3 separate regions of the Anser cygnoides genome follow, and all the other regions are linked to region 1. A link is a contact called in public Hi-C data. All regions are on one chromosome and are shown on one strand. The core of a region is the stretch at or near the end of the contact, and the rest is flanking DNA. Distances in the headings are between cores, read along the strand shown. Region 1 holds the start of CFI (complement factor I). Region 2 holds the start of ENPEP (glutamyl aminopeptidase). Region 3 overlaps LOC106038676 (a long non-coding RNA gene).

Region 1 (3,350 bases), core at 225-2,724:
GGAACTACTTAGAAGCGAATAAAGAAGTCTAAAATTAATTATTTGTTTCAAGGCAAGACTGCTGAAGCAATAAGTGTACGTATCTTCAAGAAATGTGAAAAATAAATGCTCCTCCTTATCAGTTCTCTTCCTCTATCTCGCAGAGCAGTGGATTTGTGGTGGGGTTGCTGGCTGTTACTGGACCGCAAGTATGGATCCTGATCCTCCATCTGACTGTCTAGGTGAGCCATTGCTGGCTGCGTGCTTTTGCTTACTAAGATCTATGAGTAGGAAGAATGTTGAAGCTTGAAAAATGTATGGATGGACTTTGCATAAACGCGGGAGAGAAAGCCAGTAGTCAAATGGGATTTATCAGCTTTCACTGTGTCCACCGAATCAATAGAGCCTAAGTTTAAAGTTCTCGTGAAGAAATCCTGGCCTGAGTAAAGTCAGCAGGGATGTTGCTGGGGCAGAAATTAATCCTCCCCCCACCGCCCACCCCCCTTTAATGACTGTATGATCTTAATAAATTCTTCCTGCTCTCCTCAGGTCAGTAGAATCCAACGCATTCTTCTTGGATTCACATGGCAAAGCGTGAGCCAGATCTGGCTTGGCACAACTCCCGTATCGCACTAGGCGTTTCTCCCAAGTCCTGAGTGAACAGCCATCAGAAAGCGTTGCTTTTTACCTGGGGGCTTCTCTGAAAGGCTCGGGGTTTGCTGAACACCGAGCCTGCCTGGACTTCATGACAGACTTCTGCTGGAAGAGGTTCCCCAGCACAACCTCAGGCCTTTCAACACGCGGCGTCGCCACGTTAGAAGTTAAGGCTGTGGTCTCATTTCTCAGAAAAGGGGGAGAGGGGAAATTGCTGCACCTTTGTGGGGTCAGCCATGCCTGCAAATTGGCTGCGGGATAGGATCACGATTAAAACCTTTTCCAGAAGCCTGTTCATGTAATCCCCTGGCAGAATCGATATGCGAAGTAGCAAGACTCAGATAGGCAAACCAGGCTGGAGAAAAACGTATGAAATACAAAAACTGTGAAACTTTTTTAAAAAATCAGCTGGCTTTGTTTTCATAGTAACGACCTTCTAACTGCTTTACGAGTATCATTTAATTAAGTTAATGATCCCCCAACGCAACAAATCCTTACCTCCGCTCCACAAACCCAAAGGAGGGACAAGCACGCCACGAATACCGCCCTCATGGCCGAGCTTTCTCCCTGTCCGCAGCGGAGCCCTGCGGCCGGGGTCCCCCTGGTCGCCCCTGGGCAGATCTGTGTCTAATTTTTAACCACCAGCCCGATTTTTTTTTTTTTTTTAAAAAGCGGGCGTGAAAACGGCGCAGGGGAAGCCTTAACCATTAACCCACGGACCTGCCCTGGCCACGCGGCTCAGTTTAACTCGTTTTAGCGTGGACGCGAGATAAGAAAACGCAACAAGCGGGAGATAAGAGGATGTAAAGGCCGGGTGGGAGACGACGCCAGCACAACCCCTGGCAAAACCTCCCCCCTTTTGCGACACTGCCGCGCGGCCCTCGCTCTCCTTTGCGGCAGGCGGAGCGCTTGGCGGGCCGCCCTGACAACGCCGGCGCCCGCGTGTGCAGGGGTAGGCGCGCGTGGGGCCCGGCCGTTACGGCCGTTAAAACCGTTAGGGCCCTTGGGGACCGGCCAAACCGCCTCCGAGCCGGGAGGGGAGACGGCCCTGAGGGAGGCCGGGCCCGGTGGAGGGGCCGGGGGTGTCCGCTGCCCCCCCCATGTCTGTCCCGCGTGTTTTTAGCCAGGGTAGAAGCAGCTAGCCATCGCACAGGGCCGCCGGTGACCTTCGTTCGCACCTCATCAACTCGTAAATGTCTTTTGCTTCTTAACCAGGTGGTTTTGTGCCTTCGCAGTCTAGGAGGAGGTAGAGGATGAGTTTCCGTGGGAGAGGAGGTGGAGGAGGAAGAGGTGGCGGAGGAGGAGGAAGAGGAGGCGGCTTTAATCGTGGAGGAGGCGGTGGCGACAGAGGTGGCTTTAATCGTGGTGGACGAGGAGGCTTCGGACGGGGAGGCGGCCGAGGAGGCTTCAACAGAGGCGGATACGACCAGGGGCCTCCAGAAACGGTAGTTTGTAAGTTACACGAAGAGATTCTGTTTCTTTAACGTAAAAGGACTATTCAAGATCTTCAGCTTGTTTGTCGTTTATTTCAGTATTAGGAGAGTTCATGCATCCGTGTGAAGATGAACTCATCTGTAAGTGTAAAACAGAAGAAAACAGGGTGCCTTATTTCAACGCACCCGTGTACCTGGATAATAAGGAACAGATTGGCAAAGTGGATGAAATCTTTGGACAGCTACAAGATTTTGTATCCTTCAAAAATGTGTGACATGGTGTTTGCTTTTTAAGGGCTGATTGACCATTCAAAAGGTTTGATGTAGAACTTGAAAACAGTTCATTTTCCTGTCCCTCTCTAAATGGGGAGTAAACACACAGGTTTAAAACCTTCTCACAGTCTGAATGTATTAACTTACAGGTTTGCTTTCTGCATCAGGATTATTTGAGCTTCAGAAACTTGTTTTCCTCTTACAGTGTACCAAGAAATAAAAAGGGGGCTGGAGTGTATTTTGCAGCTCCTTGGTTCTCCAAAGAACCAAACCAAGAACCAAAGAACCAAACTCCAAATCTTGAGTTTTATTGAGCAGAGTTGGCCAGCAGCAGCTCGCGATCTTTGGGAACTACACACAAATGCCCTTACATGCTGAAGAGTCACAGGATAAGTAGAGGGTTGCCTGTGGAGCTGCAGAGTGGCCACCACATCCCTGTAGGATAAGGATGAGCTTGTGCTTGGGTTGAGCAGCCCCTGCTGCCTCATCTCATCCCCCAGTCAGGCAGTCGTACGAGCCAGCACAGCACTAGCAAAGGCCCTGCAGCATCTCTGCTGTTCCAGATACACCCTGTGGTCACTCTGGAGCTATAGAGATAGTTACTGGCCAAGCAGATTTGTTTCTTTACAATTACATTTTTATATACTCTTTTCACCAGTATGTTCTTTTTTATGCCTTGATACATGGGAAGAAAAACAATTTACCACAAAATACAGCGTTTGTAACTATGAGGAAAAATTAGAAATGTTTTTTACGGATCTTTCAGTTGTAACTTTAATTTGTGGTGGTGATGTTTACCTTCATTTGTAAAAATGCTAATTTAGATATTGTCTGAAATGTCTGAATTCCTTTGTGTGATAATCAAAAGTGCGATTCTAATGTTTTATTCCTGGTGTGTTCCTTAACGAAACTCACAGTATTTTTCAGTGAAATTGTCTGAGAACATGAAAGCTTCTTCATTTAAAAAAATGCAAAAGGTTAGCCAATCTCAGTAGCACAATTCTTGTGTAT
Region 2 (3,339 bases), core at 488-2,987, 290 kb after region 1:
TGTCTTATTTAAAATCTATTCTCACTCTGTTTTCATGTCGTCTTCAATCAGAACAAAAGAAAAGCAGAAATGGTTTTAAATGTTAAGACTATGATCTTCAATGCTGGCTCTGTTGCTGGAAGTTAAATTCTTACCCAATCCGTTAAAGGGCACTGGTTTCCCATGTCATATCTAGTTTTGATCACGAGAGGGAAATGGGAAACAATAAAACCAGACATAATATGAAACAGATTTTTAGCTTTCTGCTTGAATTTTTTTTATTTTTTTCCTTTTCCTTTTTTTTTTTCACTTTTGAAAGTATCTGAGTAAGAGTTAACTTGATGCTCTGGAAAAAAAAAAAAAAGACCTTTTCTTTTCTCAATTCCTGATGGAAAACTTTGCCCTTAAAAGAAGAAGCAATATAAATAGTAGTGTGCTATAAGAGTGCTGATGTGGATTGGGTGGCTAAAGTTCCTGGTGGTGGCTGGCGAATATTTCAAAGGGAGACTTACAAAGCTTGGGAGCAGATTCATTTCTAAAAAGACTGAATAGACTGGATGAAACCTATTCTGGAAAGGCTCCTTCCCTGAGACAGTGTGTCTCACTGGGAGCATGTGTTCACTAATTCTAAGTCTTGAATCTCCCTGTCCAGGTAAAACTTTATCTATCCTAAAAGAAAAAAAAAAAAAAAAAAAAGAAAAGAGGCTCAGTAGTCAGAGAATTGTAACTGATGTGAAGAGCAACGTTAATCTATCTCATTATAAACTAAAACAGGAGGCACGAAGCCAAACTGATGTGCCTGATTTAAAACCTACTGAAATGGGCTCTGTAAGTGGAGGAAAAGGGTTAAGAGAGCTGAAGACTGAGGTTTCTATTCTATTGTTTTCCTTTAGTTCTATGTCAAACAAGGTCAAGACTCAGTTTGGTGTTACATTAGCAACACCTTGCTTGCAAGCTTAGCAAGGCATTACTTATAATAAGGTTTTCCAGGCAGAACTGGGCTCTGTTCAATTAATTTGTTTCAATGAAGCGCCACATTGCGATGACATGCAGTAAATGCTGAGTTAGATTTTTAGTACATAAATCATCCAACTGCGTATTTAGAAGTGTCCCTCCCAGCGAGGGTTCACGGGCAGCTCTGCAATTGCACTGACCAACAAGGCAGCCATATCCCAGGCTGCCTGTGCATGCACGGTCATGAGCAGTCTCCTGGAAAATTGGCCCTATGAGACAAAAAGAATTGGACATGTTTTAAAGTTTGAAGTCAGCGATGAAGATTTATCATTCCGCTGTACATTCTTCTGCCTGCAACTGCCTCGAATTACACAGCAGAGGTAAATGAGCCTAGAAAAGAGGCGAAACAGTTGAAAAGCCCTTGAAAGATGTATGTGATTTTGCTGGATTTTTGAGACTTTAGAGATGTCATTTCACAAACTATAGGGTGGAAGTTCAAGGAAATCCTTGCTAGTAAGAGGGAAAAAAACCCTGCAACCTCAAAAACCCAAACAAGACACAGCAAGGTAAAAAAAGGAAGAGGCAGTGGCAAAGGTTGAGGTTTTGGAGCAGTTACACCTCTATCTGCAAACTCCTTCTGAAAGCTGCTGACAGAGCTTTGGCATCTGATCATCTCCTAACTGCTGATTAACATAGCACTGTTTTATATTTAACTCAGGCCGGAGCAGGAGGGGCTGGGGGTGGGGTTGTGCTGCTTATAAGGGGAGTGCAGTGGGAACAATGTTCCTCTGTGTCGGTTCCCTCGGTCTCCCTGCCCAGCTGCACTCCTTTTGATCATTCATGTTTCCTCTAAATGCATGTTATCTTTAATTAATTGAGTGCCTTGCGGAAAGCGAGGTGGGGGAGACAGAGAGAGAACAGCTATAGCTACACAATTAACGTACAAACCAAGTCTGCTGAGTTTACCGAAAGCAAGTGCTGAATTGACTAATAAGCTTTATATGGTTAATGTTTTGCTCTGAGAACAGACCCGGGAGCTGAGATGGAGGACATGGATCTCGAGGATAAGAAGCCCAAGAAGTACTGCATGAAGACAAAGCATGTGGCTATTATCTGTGGCGTTGTGGCCATTGTAGGTCTTGCTGTGGGGCTTGGTGTGGGACTGACCAGACCTAAATCGCAGCAGTCTTCAGCGGAAACAGATAAGCCAAATCAGCCAGATCAGCCAACAACCTCTCCTCCCACAGTGGATGCAGGTTCCTGTCCTCCTAAAAATGATGATACTGGCGAGTGGAGACATTTCAGACTACCCACTTACGTGAAGCCTTTCCACTATGACCTGGAAGTGAAGCCTGAGATGGAGGCAGACATTTACACAGGGACAGTCAGTATTTATATCGCTTTGGAAAAATCTACCACCCACCTGTGGCTCCATCTGCGAGAGACCAAGATTACAGAAAGGCCCACGCTCAAGAAATCCTCAGGACAGCAGATTGCTGTGACTGACTGCTTTGAGTACACACCACAAGAGTACATAGTGATGAAGGCAGAAGCGGAGCTCCCTGTCACTGATGAGAATGACCCTTATATACTCACCCTGAAGTTTCAAGGCTGGCTGAATGGTTCCCTGGTTGGCTTTTATAGGACCACCTACACTGAGAACGGACAGACTAAGTAAAGGAAATTTTCTTTTATTTATTAAATGTTCTTCTCTATTCCTACTTGCTGAGACCTGCTCTATTCCTGTGTCAGCTTCTCAGTCTTGTCTCTCACCAACTTGCTGACATTTCTGGGCTGCTCTTTAATTTTGTCATTCCCCTAAGGAAGATGTTGTATTCAAAATCTTTTGGCTGTTGACAAGAGCGCGCTGGAGAGCTGGGGGCTTCTGTTATTATTTTGAAAATTTGAAAAGCTTTTCCAAACTCTACTGGTCCCAGGTTACCCTTGAGCATTACAAAAGGCTCCCTCAGAGAGGTAGAGGGACTGAGGCCTGTTTTTTAGCTCCATAGTCCAATAAATAACATACAGCTCTCACAACGCACTGGTCACCCCCAGAGTAATAGTTTTGGTGTGAAATGCTCTTGTGATACTTTTCCTGACATTGTGCCTCCTTGATGTTGCAAGCCTGAGGAATATCCAAACTCTGTCCCTTCTGTAGCTGGTTTAAATTATGAGTTAGGGAGATCTGAACTATGAAGGTTATCTCTGACTTGAAGTTTCTCTGCTCCAGCTCTTCTTTTTTAACATATCAGTAGTTATTGATATAAGCTTCTTGTGGTTCGTTTAACCCACTTCACTTCCCAGTTTTGCACCACTTCAAGGGGAAAGCCTGAAAAAGCCATTTCTCAGTGCTCAGGGGCAAAACTTCTCACTTAATGCATGGAAAGGGCACAATACCATCCATTT
Region 3 (3,209 bases), core at 450-2,949, 320 kb after region 1:
GGAGCATACAGCCAGATGAGACTAAGGTGTTCTCCAGCTCACAGGTACCGCAGTGACTCATACGGCTGCCCAGGTGTCTGAGCATTTCCAAGGTACATTCTGGAAAAAAAAATAAATCTATTTATCAAAGCACCTGAATTGTATTAGGTTCAGATAAATCTGAGAGGTTCTGGCTTCACAGAGTATATTCTAAAGAGCTGCGAGTGAAGAACAAATCCTGAGAAACACGACCATGGCACAGTATCTGAGAGACCTTGCTCTTAAGTAGCACTCACTAGCTGTTTCAGTAATCTCTCACATACGGAAATCCTTTCAATATCAACCCTCTGTTCTTCACACACTGATGTCCAGGGATTTGTCTGTTTGCTGGTGGTTTAATGACGCTGAAGCAATGTGTACAGGTGGTCTCAAGAAGCAGGCAGACAGGGAAAGGAAGAGATCCAGGCATGAGAGAGCACTGGAGTCTAACTCTACGAAAGGGAGGCTGGGGATACAAGATTCTTATTTTTAATAAGAATTAAACCTTAATTTTAAGTAGATGGTGGAGTTGTATGTGCGATATCCACTGTACAACCTTTGCTTTAGCTTAAATTATCAATGCTAACTTTTCTTTGGAGATGGATGAAATGGCCAGGTGACCTCTAAATATCCTTTCCAGCACTTCTGAATTTTTTTAAACAACTTGCAGTGAACTAGAGTCTAGTCACAGATACATTTTCTTCCAGGGAGTGCAAAGCCAGTTGCATATCATGAGGTCCTGCCACAGCAGCTTTCCCATTCTGCATTGTCTGCTGTCAAATTCATTCAAACAGCTTGGTGAAGAAGCCAGTCCAGCCAGGAGCCGCATGCCACAGAGCTACAGATCTCACACCTGTAGCAGGTCTGCAACTTCAGGGTATTTTCATGTCTTTTGCAAAGAGGGAGCCTGAAACAAAACAACTGCAGGACACTCTCCAGAGGATAGTCACTGTAGCTATAGCCAGAGAAAAAGTTGCAGGACATTATGGCAAGAAGTTGTTAATGCCGCAGATCAAGTTCTTATGAGCCAAAATAGTTGCTGTGGCAGTCTAGGAGGCAGATTTTGCAGGTGTCTGGTGGGCAGCCAAAAACAGATTTGATTCATTTATTTTAGCAAATGCTCTCTTTCAGCAAACTGAAATTATGGCCCACCCAGGTTCGTTAAGCAAGTTCAGATGGAGAAAACACTGCGGACCTGAAGCTACAAAATCACTGATGAAAAGTCACCAGCTCCCTTTTTCTCAGGCTGGAGCACTTACAAAGAAAGCAAGCAGATCAAGGCTCGGTTCCATCTCCTCCACAGAAATGCAAGAGAATTCTTCCACGTGACAATATACCAGGCCTGGTCGTTCAAATTCCCACGTGGTACTTAAATAATAGTCAGGACTAAAAGCAAATGAGTAGCTTTCTAGTTTGGTCCTTCACATGAGTATCTGAAAACACAGGAATGCCAGACTGCTGTATTTTATTATTACTTTAAGTACAGATGGATGTCCTCAACAGAGACTGCTAATAAGCTCAGACCTGCATTAACAGGCCCTAAGCAAATACAAACGCATAGGATCAGAGTTGTAGAGTACAGCGGTTTGAGCAACAGCCCGAAAGGGAAGGCATGCGGTTTGAAATTCTCTCCAGCAGAAACAATAATTCACCAAGTCTTCCACCTCCCGCACAAGGTCTCCGACCGCTGCACGTAAGGGGCGTTCCTCTGCTCTGGCGCTCTGGTAAAGGCAGCCCTTCTTGTACTTTACCACTTCAAGGACCCCAAACCAAAAGGCTGAGCCCTGTGGAAGGGCACAGTTCTGTGTCAGGCTAGGCAAGATTTCAGCTTTTCATTTCCCCTGCCCAAAACAAAGCTCCATTCAAGCCGCACAGGCTCGCTCCTCTCCTCCCTAGTTCAGGAGAAAAACAAACAAACAAAAATGTGCTCCCCTAGCGAGTGCCCCAAAATAACACAACTGCTGGCTTCACACGCGGGCTGCCGAGCTTCCCAGCCAGACTGCAAGGGAGGAAAGACAAGCTCCAGGCAGGAAAGTGAACCAACACAAACTGGGAGGTGAACCAGAGCAAACTACACCCTCAGGTATCGCCCTAGCCACAAAACAGAAGCACACAATTGCGCAATTTGAGAAAGGCTGATGCAAGCAGGGGCAGGTTTTCATGAACACTGTCAGTCACTGCTTTATTACAAACACGGAACAGCCAGCAGAGCCAACAACATGCAATTTGCATTGGAACAACACAACCTAGGAGAAGGTCAGCCATGGCAAAGATCAGATTGCAGGAGAGGGAAATCAGTTAGGCAGCCAAACAGCATGTCGTAGTTGGCATCGGAGCAGCCTGGCCAGAAAAGTCAGGGCTAGGATGAAGGACGTTGTTCATGTGAGCACGCTATGCTAACAAGCCAATGCGGCTTCCAGAGCAGAGCTGGTGCCTCCTGCTCCAATTGCTCCACACGCTGGACAGACTGCTACCCACGGCCACATCTGTAGAGGCATGATTAAAAGAGAAGAGAGCAAGGAGAGAAACGTTTGGTCATCTGTGCATTTTGAAAGGCTGGAGAACACAACATCAGTCCAAAACAATCTGATCTGATGGATGGGTGATTTCACTCGGGAAAAAAATAAAAACAAAACATTTCTGGAGTACCTTCCGGGCTGTCCAAGTGAACACGGAAACAATGTGCAGGACTTGGGACCAGAGAGGCATTTAAGTTGACAAAGTAGTTTGACAGACATGTCCTGGTGACACACGTCCTATCCTGGGTGTTGTTTGTTTAACCATGCCTATTTTTGACGTTAACAGCTCTGCACAAGTTATTGAAGAGTTCCTGAAATATTTTAAAAATTGTTTTAGATGTAGTTCCTTACATAGGAGATGAATGCAACCTATCAAAGACAAATCAGATGGGGAGATTAGGACAGAAAAGAGTAAGCATCAGAAAACATGTTAGAGAAATAACGGCATTAAGTTTTTGCTATGGGAAAGGTATTGCCCCCCCAAACATATATCAAAGTAAAACATAAACTTGTAGGAAAGTAAAAAGTAAATGTAGTAAAAAGTAAAGTAAAGGTAAAATATTAAAATGTTTACTACTATAATTAGGAGCTATTGCTCAAATACATCTTAACAGGCAACTCGAAAATTATAATCTATTTTCTGTGTGCACCAGAAAAAATGAATATGGTGAT

Evidence for each region. A called contact is a pair of places that touch in the nucleus more often than the background predicts.
Region 2: a contact with region 1 is called in a Hi-C map of liver, with 14 times the contacts expected there. The contact joins the promoter of ENPEP here to the promoter of CFI in region 1. A contact is called at or near these places in 2 of 7 Hi-C or Micro-C datasets (both in liver).
Region 3: a Hi-C map of liver shows a contact between it and region 1, with 9 times the contacts expected there. The contact joins the enhancer-like site here to the promoter of CFI in region 1. A contact is called at or near these places in 2 of 7 Hi-C or Micro-C datasets (both in liver).

Annotation. Positions count from the first base shown.
Region 1 is chr4:76,572,074-76,575,423 of Taihu_goose_T2T_genome, forward strand. CFI (complement factor I) reads right to left here and starts at 1,475. Exons shown (of 12, transcript XM_013185305.3): 1 at 1,132-1,475. The coding sequence starts at 1,185. It overlaps GAR1 (GAR1 ribonucleoprotein), which reads left to right and starts at 1,476. Exons shown (of 7, transcript XM_066996437.1): 1 at 1,476-1,585; 2 at 1,869-2,085; 3 at 2,166-2,320; 4 at 3,257-3,316. The coding sequence starts at 1,887.
Region 2 is chr4:76,857,086-76,860,424 of Taihu_goose_T2T_genome, forward strand. ENPEP (glutamyl aminopeptidase) reads left to right here and starts at 1,738. Exons shown (of 20, transcript XM_013185387.3): 1 at 1,738-2,607. The coding sequence starts at 1,976.
Region 3 is chr4:76,896,627-76,899,835 of Taihu_goose_T2T_genome, forward strand. LOC106038676 (a long non-coding RNA gene) reads right to left here. Exons shown (of 3, transcript XR_001208765.3): 2 at 2,668-2,906; 3 at 2,267-2,504. Among named protein-coding and RNA genes, the nearest start is that of PITX2, 38 kb to the right of the region's middle. Within about 2 kb of position 1,700, at least 2 of the 3 cell types and tissues checked have open chromatin away from gene starts, as enhancers often do. A contact at or near this core is called in liver, where this site is marked.